Regions from separate parts of the Gossypium arboreum genome. Here region 1 is linked to region 2. Evidence: chromatin contacts called from public Hi-C data. All regions are on one chromosome and are shown on one strand. The core of a region is the stretch at or near the end of the contact, and the rest is flanking DNA. Distances in the headings are between cores, read along the strand shown.

Region 1 (5,356 bases), core at 2,435-4,934, 170 kb after region 2:
GGTACCATTTGAAATGGCTGTTAGGTGCAAATGTTGTGACTATTGTGAGGTAGCATTGAAATAGGTACCAAATGACTTAATTTTTTACCAAAAACAAAGTCCACGTCTTAACAAGCAATCTTCCCCATCAAAACGTCAACTGAAAATGAGTCATGTCACGACATCGAGTGGCCTAGGGTCACAATGTGACAAACTGTGAAGTGGAGGAAGTGACGTCACAATATTGGCCTTGAGATTTTGAAACTTTACAATTAGGTCATATTTCATGCTTGAGTCAATGAAAGAGCTTTTGTAAGCTCGATTAAAACTTAGAATTGATTGTGTATCATGATGTAAATGTGTTTAACATATAATTGTATGCTTTAATGATTGTTTTACTATGTAATTAACTGTAGTTGCTTCCGCAACAAATGTGGCAGAATATAGCTTAGACCCGACAATCAGGTTGGGTGAAGGGTGTTACATAAGATATGTTTATGTCCTCTCTTTCAACCTTCTCCCTTATAATATATTACAATCATTAATCTTTAAAACCAAATATTATACTCTTCTTTGATCCGATCACCATTGTTGATCATGCATGACTCGATAGTAATTTTGACTTGTTTTTCACTTAGTGATCATCAGAGGCTAGCTGATGAGCCAACCAATGTAAGCAGATCAGGGCAGAGCATTTTTAAGTTTGTGTATCGAACAAAGCTTGTGAGTGAGTGTCGCTTGATTACTATCACATGGTACAAGAACCTTTTGTTGGACAAAACACGTTAGCGAACAAATATAAATATATAAATACTTATATTAAATATAAAATCTGAACAAATAATATAAAAAATATTTATATTTATGTAAAACAATATATCTAAACAAAACAAATTAAATAAATATTTATATTTATTTAAAACATTATATTTGAAAATAATTAAATAAAAAAGGTTTTGAAAAACCAGAAATGGAATAAGGGAATCGAGTTTTACTAGATGTTGAGGCCTGTTTTCATAGTTTCCTTAAGACAGGTTTGGTTGCTACTATGGTACTTGGAGAAACGTTGGTCGCCTGTCTCTCAGGATACAACAACAAAATGGTCGCAGCAATAGTACCTTTGCAGTGATCAATGAACAGACCTTGCCTTCTTTTATCACCAAAATGTTTGAAAAATTAGGAGAAAAGTAAAAGAATTTTTTAGAGTGAAAAATCCGTTGTGTGTCTCTAAAGAATTCTGCAGTAGGCTTTTATAGGCATTCAATATGGAGGAATTTTGAAAATTTCCATGAATAAATATACAAATTTGCATTAAAAGAGTCTTTAAATCAATTTAAATAAAATCAAATCAAATCAAGATATTTATCATTTTAAAATAGATTCTATATAATATTTGCTGAGAAAAATAAATTACGTTTTAGGCTTAAAATATTTGCAAGCCCTTCTTAGGGTCAAACAGCATCTAGATCTTTGGGTCTATATTCCCTTACTCTCAAGGCAAAGTTTCCAGCTTAGACATTCAATAATTTTTTAAGTGGGTTCTCATATATATACATATCTCACACTTGGTATTTAACCAATGTGGGATCTAAGTTTCTCTTTTCCTCAACAAATATTCACAAGAGGTGTTCCAGAAATGTCTGCAATCGAGTAAATAGCTCTACGAACTAATGGATCGGATCGAATTGCAAACTGGAAAGATTTGTACAAGTTATACCTTTCGTCACCACTTTGTGGAAAATCATTAGATATGAATATGTTAAATACCTGCGACTCGATTGGTGAAGGTGAAATAGTATCTCTCCCCAAAAAAGCATGTTTTTTTTTACCACCGCACAAAGAAAATATTTTGTTGCGAATGAACAAGATATTGAGGAATTGTCCATACGTAAAATCATAATTATTGATACGGGCTTTAAGTATCAATTTCTCATTCATCACTCAATCATTTTGAGCATATGATATACCGTTATAAAGGTCTCATGAACTTGAATATAAAACCATAATTTTATTATTCAACTCTCCACTTTTACCAATCAAGAATATGCCTCAAAATTTCTAAAAATTACAATTTTTTCATCATCTTTTACTTCATGGCCTATATGTTTCGGTTCAAGGACTGGCCGAAGCCATGGTATTTCTGGAGAAAACAAGGCTCCAAGTATTTCATCATTGATGGTACAACTGTTGATGTGGTTTGGGACTTCAAGGCAGGCAATTTCAATGGTGAGACCGAGCCGCAATCAGATTACTACGTTGCCTTGTTTGCGAAGATGAAGGCGTTTTACTTTTGGGTGATTAAAAGAAAGATGCTTATAGAAAGACTGGTTGCAGGCCATCTCTCATTGAACCAATGTTAGTGTTTAGAAGGGAACATATATTTGGAAATAAGAAGTTTACAATGAGGGTTAAGTTTAATGAAAAGGGAGCCTTTCATGATATATATCAGTGGTATGCAGCTCTGATGGGATGGATCCAGTATTGGAGATAAGAGTGGATCGGAAACTAGCGATTGAGGTTAAGCATCTTCAATGAAAATTTAGAGGGAATGAGTCGATTAACGTGGGAAAAAATGGATTACAAGTATTCTGGGATATTCATGATTGGTTGTTCGGATCAGGTCCAAGGCATGGGCTTTTCATATTTAACCCAATTCTATCATCCCCTTCATTATCGATGCCATTAGTGTCAAATCAAGAACCCAGTTCTGCAATAGCAAATTTTGATAATGCAATGAGTTCCTCCGTATTCTGCTTATTTCTATAGGCTTGGAAGGTCGAACGAAAATCACATTCATGAGTGATTTTTTTGGTTCATCATGCAATCATTGAGAATCATCAAAGTCCTTTGAAGAAGATGATTAAGAAGCAGAGAGAAGTGAAGAGATTAGGGTTTGGTAACCAACAACACAAGGGCCCAAAACAAAGTTGGAAGATGGTCATTACTAGACAGCATTTGACGAGCCAAATTGGACGACTTTTGAAGTTTTCCAATAATTCTCCAATCAACAACACTTTCCCAATATTTGCTTTCGTAATTTTAAGTTATTATACATATAAATTTTTAGAATTTTTTTCATTTTGTGTGCAATGATGTGTGAATGAACATCTACATGTGGATGTGATTAATCCAACAAGAAAGTAAAAATGCAAAATTAAGAGAAAAAAGGAAAATATCTTACTGGCTCATGACAACTTGCTTGTCACAAGTAGATTTAGCACTATTTTAGCATAGCTTTGACTAAATAAATTAAAACAAATTTGAAGTAAATTTAAAAGGCAAAAAATCATATTTTAGATTAAATTGATGGCTTGACTTTTAAGGTAAACTGAAGGATGGTAATAATGGGCTTGGTGGTGGAGCAGGGACCTAAAAGTTAGGTTAAGGTTGGTAGGGAAAAAGCTAGCCCAATAACAAGTGTACTGGTTCTCACTGACCATGGCTATTGCTATTGTTATTGCTATGTAAAAGAAAAGGGTCGTCTGTCTGTCGGCCTTCTTTTCGAAACGGTTTGTTTTAGAAGATGAAAGAAAATGCATGGTCACATCCGAGAAAAGGAGTGGTCCTGCCCTATCACAACCCACTTTCAATTGGTTGGTCCAAACAATGCGCCATGCCGTTGGTATATATATCCATTTAATATGAAATCAATTCTTTTAACTCTCCATCCCCATTCACAGTAATGCCTTTAGCTTAAATGTAGCAGTATTTTGTGAGGCGTCAGCTCTAACCTCAAACTGAGAGCAATGTCATAAATGGGTGAAATGCAAAAGGGAAAACTTCATGGAATTAGGCAGTTAGTTACTGGTTAGGGTTGCCATCCCATGTTGGCTCTCCTCAAAGGAATCTCTCGCATAATAGGCTTTCTTTTTTCTTTTTTTCTAAAAAATAAGGGTAAATTATACCATTAGTTACTAAATTATAGATAAGTTTTTTTTTGTTATTTAACTAAAAAAAGTTATAATTTGATCTCTGAACTATTCAGAAGTTTTCATTTTAAGTCATTAGGCTATTAAAATCGATGTTATATGGCTTTCTCAATTGGCATTGACTGTAACAATTGAAAGCTTTCTTTCCCCTCCTCTTTTACGGTTCTATGTTTTTATTCATAAAACAGATTTGAATGTCACGAATCTGTGAATCAAAATTCAAACAGTTTTTTCTCCGATCTCCAACACGGATTGTTAGATCGATTTAGATCTAAGGTATTTTCTTCTTCTCATTGATAAATACTGATCCACTATATCGATCATCGAATCATCGCTTGGAGCTTGCTGGCAAAACTTTAAAAAAAAAACTTAATAGCTTAATAACTTAAATAAAAACTTTTAAATAGTTCAATGACTTAACTCTCGTTTAGTGACTCATAGTGTAGTTTACCCAAAAAAAACAAATACCTCGCCGCTCCCTCTTAAATTCAATGAATAAATTGGTCTCTCTAAAAAAATCAGAACAATTTGATTCATGTCAATTTTGAAAGTGACCCACTAAAGATAATTAATCACAACAATTAATGTTTTCTGTCAATTGTATATAATTTTGATGATATAATAATAAATTGAGCCTCAATGTTCACATATTTTGTCAATTTGGTCTTGATTCTAAAAATATTATTTAAAAAGTATAAAATTGCAATAAATCCAAAATATATTAAAAAAATTAGCTATATAAAAATATACAGGTTGTGTAAATTTTAAAGGCTAAATTTATTATTATACCAATCAAAATTATATAAAATTGAAGAAAAACATCAATACTACGATTAATTGTCCTTTGATGCTCACCTTCAAAATTGTTAATGATTAAATTGCTTCGTTTTTTTAGAGGGACCAATTTACTTAAATTCAAATTTGAGAGAAACTAAAGAGGTTTTTTTTTTTCACTTTTTTTCATCGATATTGACCGCAATCAAGGTGTAAATAATAAAAATCATAAAATATTATAAACTATTTGATAAATCAAAATTTTTGTGCGTATAATTATTCTAGACTTTTCAAGGGTCAAGCTACTTGTTCAAGCTTATAATTATTCTAGACTTTTTCAAGGGTCAAGCTACTTGTTCAAGCTTGAAGGCCCTCTTGAAATTTTGGAGGGTTTGGGCAAAAAAATAGACTTGTTTAAAATATGGGTTAGACTTGAGCCTTAAATGTTTAAGCCCGAACTCGACCTATTTTCTAAGTTTGTAATATTTTATAGTACATTATTTTTACATATTATATAATTTATAACAAAAAAATTAAATCTATAGTAATATATAATACTACTATAATGTAAACATTAAGAATTGTTAAGATAATTAAATATGAAAATTTTAAAATAAAAATTGTTAACATTTTAAATATTAAATTAAAATAATATAAATATATTTTTAACATTT
Region 2 (5,853 bases), core at 2,878-5,377:
AAACAAGTAAATAGTGTGAATTCAATTACGTAGCATTAGAGAATTAAAATTTAGATTTGAAATTGACTTTGAAATTATGATTTATAAATTTATTATTTCAATTTCTTTTAGGAATTAAAATATTTAAAATTCAAAATATTGACTTAATCCAAATTCATTATTTCGATAATTCAAATTCAAATTTGGATTTCAACTAATTCTAGGTCTTAAAAATATATATATATATATATATATATATTTAAAATTTAATTGTTTAAAAGACTTTTGTAACATTGTTAGCTAAATAGAATTGGACCAGCCGATTGAACAATCAAATAGAATATTGATCAAATCAGTCGAGCCAACAATCAAATTGATTTTATCTATTTTTAAATATTTTTAATAATTTATTCAATTGAATCAATTGAGTCGATTAAATTGATTGATTCAAAAATTAAAAGCTTAATCAATTCACCTGCTGATTCAATTTTAAAAACCTTGAGCTCATTAATTATTTATTATTTGAGCTTCGAAGGGAGTGTGAAAAGAAGGAATAAAAAATTCTCATATTTTTAATCAATTTTATATTTTAAAAATTCTAAGTTTTAAAATGAATTTTTATGAAATTACACTTAAGACCCTTAAATTCAAATTCAAAATTTGGACCCAAATCATGATATATTATATATGTAAACACTGCACCAGAATACATTTTCATTTACAATTTCCTTTTCTTCTTCGTGATATATATAAATATATATGTATATGTATACACTGCACCAGAATTCAACTATACAAATTTCCCTCAAATTTAGATATTAATACATGTGTTGGTGCGAGCGGGGAATTCCAGATAAGCCCTGAGTTAAATCAAAACAACATAATATCCTACTTTCTTGTTATGCCTCTTGACTAAGGTTGTTTATGTCGGATAATGCAGCAAAAGAAGGAAGCCATAGTTCTACACGAGTTCCACCTGCTCCCAGAGCAGCATCCGTGGTCCGAGGTGATATCACACGGACAACACACCCATAACTTTCAAGTATTTCTCGTGCTACAGTCAGCCCAGCAACAAAGTTCCATGTCATGTTGTCTTCAATCATGTTCTCCGAAAAGAGTTCGGCACCAAATGGTGTGAGGGAATGCATCTGTGTCTGCAAATACATACATCACCAAAACATTTCATTTATGATGAGCATGAGATCTAACTCAAAAGCAAGTAAAGTAACTGCAATTTCCCAGATAACTGTAACAGGGGAGACACTAAGCATTAACAAAGAAATACATGTACTAATGGTTAAGTAGCAAAACAGGACATACTAAAGGCATTCAATACTATCTAAAATGAACAAAAAAGCAAAAGCTATCACAGAGGAAAAGGAATCTCCAACAATACCATATAGTGCATATCTGGACCGTCGTCGTCAATTACTAGTAGAGCACCACCTGCTGGTGCACTAGTAGAAACAATTTCAACCTTCCCCCCAACCTGAGTACGTAACAATGCACCCTCTATCAAATTGCTCAGGGCTTGGCGCAAAGCAGGTTCTTCTATAGCCACTTGCAAAGGCTGCGAAAGTTCACTTAATTCCACCATGCGCTGCTGCTTATGTGCAAGAGGTCTCGCGGCATCAACTAAATCAGTGAGTACATCAGAAATATTGCAGGACTTCCTGAGAAAAGAACAAACATAACCAAACTTATAATAACGCTGCTAAAAGAAATCAATAGTACAAAATATATTGCATGTCCAATAAGAGATGGGGATGGATTGCATTCAATTGAAAAGTAACTAAGTGATTTATTATCAAGGCTATTTAGAGGAAAGATAAGCAGTTTAGCCTATATTCAGCTTTAGACTACAACCTAGGCTCACAGCACAAGTTCAGGCTATGTAATCTATACACTCTCCAACAATTAGCATCATAAACAATTTTCTACATGAGGTTTAACATCAAATTTGAACTGTAAAAGAGGAATCTCCTACTGGAATTTAATTGATATGATTGAACACTTAATTAGGTTTTATTTTATTTTATGAGGAGATGAACTCAAGTACCAGAAGGGAATTGCATACCTGATTCCGTGTTCTTGTAATGGAGCAAGAGCCAGAGGTGGCATTGGCATCTCTAAATCCTTATCTGTGGTACTTAGGGATAGTAGTAATCCAGAGGTTTCTGACCTATTGCCAGACCTATCCCTGGAGAAATCATCTGATAATTGAGATCTTGGCGACTCAGGGTGCGAATGAGTTGAATTACGCATCTTTTTCAAGGATCCTTCATTGTAGCGCATTATATTAGCCTAAAAACAAGTCAGATAGGAAAATCAGATATGGGCGTGAAGATAACTAGAAAAGGGAAACTTTTAATTCCAAGAATGAAACTAACTGGGAACAGAAAGACATAACAGAGAGCTATTGTATCACATCAACCAAAAGAAAGAAAGACATTCTGAATCGTCAAAAGAAGAAAAATGAAAAGGAGAAGAAGCAGCAACAGTCTTAATGTGTGTATCTCTACATGCTTTGAGAGAAAAATGACCTTTGTCAAGTAAACAGCATCTTGTAGCTCTTGAAGGGTGCCGCTGATACAGTCACCTTGCACCAATATGTCTTCAACAATGTCGTGAGAAATCTACAAGAGTATGCTTTCCTTAATTAAATATGTAACAGTCGAAAGAATTGCAGAATGAAACACTTAAAACCGAAAAGTAGGATCAACATTTTTTCAGATGGTTCAAGGACTAACCTCATGTTCTTTGACATGAGTGGATAGCATTTTACTTAACGTCCTAATGCTGGAAAGAGGACCGCGAATCTGTAAGAAAATTTTGAAATTTAAAGGAAAAACCATAATAACTTGAACAATAAAAAAAAAAAAAAGAAGAAGAAGAAGGAAATGTATGTACAGCAGGCAACACATTATACCTGCTCAACCAGAGCACCCATTCTGACATTGTTTTGCCATGTCGATTGCTGTAATAAAATAGCTTTCTACGGAAGAAATACGATTAATATAAAAGTTGCATTGACTCAAGACACACAAGTAAAATCACATTAAGTTCCTACATACATACAACATAACATGGCAAAGCTAAATTCTTTTTTCGCTTGATAATGGCAATGAAGCATTTGTATAAATTATTGGTAGTATAAAGATAAGAAGAAATATGACGTGAGTGACTAACCTGATCCATAACATAAGCCACTGCTAAAGTTCGAGATATATTGATGGCATTGGAACTCTCGTCAACAGTAAAGATGTCATTTTGCCTCATGGCTTCATTCTCAAGAGACTGAATTTCCCACGATTTTTTCATACCCAGTCCTGGAGAAGGAGAAGACAACGCGTAAGCCTCCTCAGGAGTCGGAAAACGAACCATGTCCCCACTTCCACTCCCCTGCGGCACCTTCTCCATCCCCGGGAGCTCCGCCACCAAGAAGCCCACCACGAACGGCTGCTTCACCATAGGAAATACCACCGCTCTATGCTCCCCCACAACCTCCATTTGTTGACTTGACAGCGCCGCTTCAGCGGCACGCAGTCCTGCGGGGACAGTGAAGTTTCCGACTAAAAACAAAATGTCGGCGGCTTCGACTCCCGGATACGAGGTAACCCGACGTAACTCCAGCTGGTCCATGACGTAACTACCGGCAGGCCTGACATAAACGGAGAGAACAGCGTCGTGGTCAACGATACGGCGAAAGAGGTCGAGTTGTTCGAGGCAGAGGCGCTGGAAGTCTGGGGTAGGCATGATTAATTTGTGGTTGCGGTGGTCGTTTTTCTCGATTCTTTGAGTGAAGTCGACGGGGGAGGTGGAGGCTTTACGGATGGCAGCGGAGACGGCAGAGGCGGAGGAGACCATGGCGGGTTGGGCTTGGGGGGATTCATCGTCGTCGGGGAGGGTGGGGGCGGAGACGTGGTGGAGGGAGGTGGAGTTGAGGTTGAGGTGTTTGAGAGGGGGTTTGGGAAGAGAGGAGGAGAGGTGGTAGAGGGGGGCACGTGGAAGGGTTTGGTTGGTGGAGGAGTTAGGCGGGGAAAGAGGGAGTTGGGATGTTGTTGCAGAGAGAAGCATTGGTGGAACCACCAAGCCTGCCATAAGTGTGGACTGGACTGGATGGATAACAACAAAAACAAAAATTAAATCAAATGATAACGGTGTTTCAATGCTGATATTTATTAAACGACTACGTTTTAGCTGCTTTTTTGTTTTTTTAATATGCTTATCATTCGTAATTAAAAATTAATTAATTACATAAAAAGTATGCAACAACAATTAATTATGATATGAATTTACTGTATTTATCCGTGTCGCCTGATAAATTGATGATATCACCCTCACTTTTCAGTTATCATCAGCCAATAACAATTTTTTTTTTAAAAATATTTGTATTTTAAAATGTGCATTGAAGAAAAAATAAATTTATAGGTGCCTCCTAAGAGTCCGACAGCACTACTTTAATTTTTTATAAAGAAATTTTGATTGACAAAAAAAAGATGTTACTAAACATAATGTTAGTTTTAGAGGCACAGGAGGAAAAGACCCTGGTAATGTTAGTGATGGAACAAGAGAGAAGGTGAAAGAAGCGTTGAAGGACATCAATGAAACAAGTGAAACAATAGCTAAAGAAATAAGTAATGCCGTCGATTTGTTAAGTGACACTCATAATTTTTTTTCTTTTTCACTGTCTATATTTTTTTATGTATTTTTTAAAAATACATATCTGTGCCGCCTGACAAAGTGGTGTTACCAATTTTTTTTAAATGCACTAATTGCTTTATCATTGGCCGAAAAGTGGAATGGTGTCACCGGTGTGTCAAGCGGCACCGTCGTGCATTGTATCAAAAGAGCCATTTTCATAATTAATTTTTCTTCCATCCTATTTTTGTAATTAATTATTTCTTAATATTATTTTTATAAAATGTCATAAATCCATTGAAGGTATGCGAACACAATTCAACGGAAAGGTTTCATATAAGGTTGGTTTAGCAATTCACATGCTAAATGAGAATGTTGTCTAGGACTGCAGATGGTTCCTAAGAATGATCTGAATCCAAGTTTAAAACATCAATGCAGAGCATGCTATCAGATTCTAAAATGGCGCTTTGTCAATGATAAGAGTGTAGAAGTTTTGAGCCAAGCCTTAAAGAGGAGGCTTTTGTTGCTAAAATAGAAGAAGAGTAGACTAGCACATTAGCTCCAGAAACTACACACCTTAGGTTGTCTCCGACAAATGTGACAATACCAGTAGTAGAGGTCAAAGAAGAGAAATTTGTGCCACAATTAATCTTTAAACTGCGTTCTAGGGGAGAAATCCATGTCAAAAAAGAGGTGGTGGAGGGAAAAATGAGAACGAAGGAAGATTTGAGGCAAGAAAGTCCAAATATCCTTTAAAGGCTTCGTTCCCAACCTGAACCAAGTCCTTTTTTTTCCTTTGAAAATAACGGTATTGTAGGCTTTCCTAATCTCCTAACAAATGAAGCAATGAACTTGGGACCAAGAAAAGAGTTAAAGGAGGCAAGCATTTTTGTGCTGAAATCCACCATTGCACAAAGGAAGGAAATCTCATTGGATTTAGGTCATAATGAAAGAGTAAAGCATGCCATGTAGCTTAGGCTGGGTAGAAAAAAAGCTCCAAGGGTCCCGAATGATCATCATATCTAAGACAATATGTTGTATAGCTTCGATGTCTTTTGTATCACATTAACACAAGCTTGCCTCAAAATTCATCAAGAAATTATAAAAATCAACACACACTCTTTTTCCAAAAGAAGGTGGTGTGAAAAAGAGATAAAATAAAAACTTGTTCAACTATCTATAAACTCTCTTGATTTGATGAAGAAATCACTAGAAATCTAACTTACCTTCATT

Evidence for each region. Hi-C and Micro-C count contacts between places; a contact is called where the count stands out from the background.
Region 1: a Hi-C map of leaf shows a contact between it and region 2, with 3 times the contacts expected there. The contact joins the enhancer-like site here to the promoter of LOC108454196 in region 2. A contact is called at or near these places in 2 of 5 Hi-C or Micro-C datasets (both in leaf).

Annotation. Positions count from the first base shown.
Region 1 is chr3:17,855,082-17,860,437 of ASM2569848v2, forward strand. No RefSeq gene overlaps it. Among protein-coding and RNA genes, the nearest start is that of LOC108455311, 24 kb to the right of the region's middle. Within about 2 kb of position 3,685, at least 2 of the 2 cell types and tissues checked have an H3K27ac peak or open chromatin away from gene starts, as enhancers often do. A contact at or near this core is called in leaf, where this site is marked.
Region 2 is chr3:17,689,571-17,695,423 of ASM2569848v2, forward strand. It overlaps LOC108454196 (chloroplast sensor kinase, chloroplastic), which reads right to left and starts at 4,128. Exons shown (of 7, transcript XM_017752573.2): 1 at 3,169-4,128; 2 at 2,909-2,974; 3 at 2,730-2,798; 4 at 2,523-2,615; 5 at 2,057-2,283; 6 at 1,376-1,652; 7 at 639-1,133. The coding sequence starts at 4,080. The coding sequence ends at 879.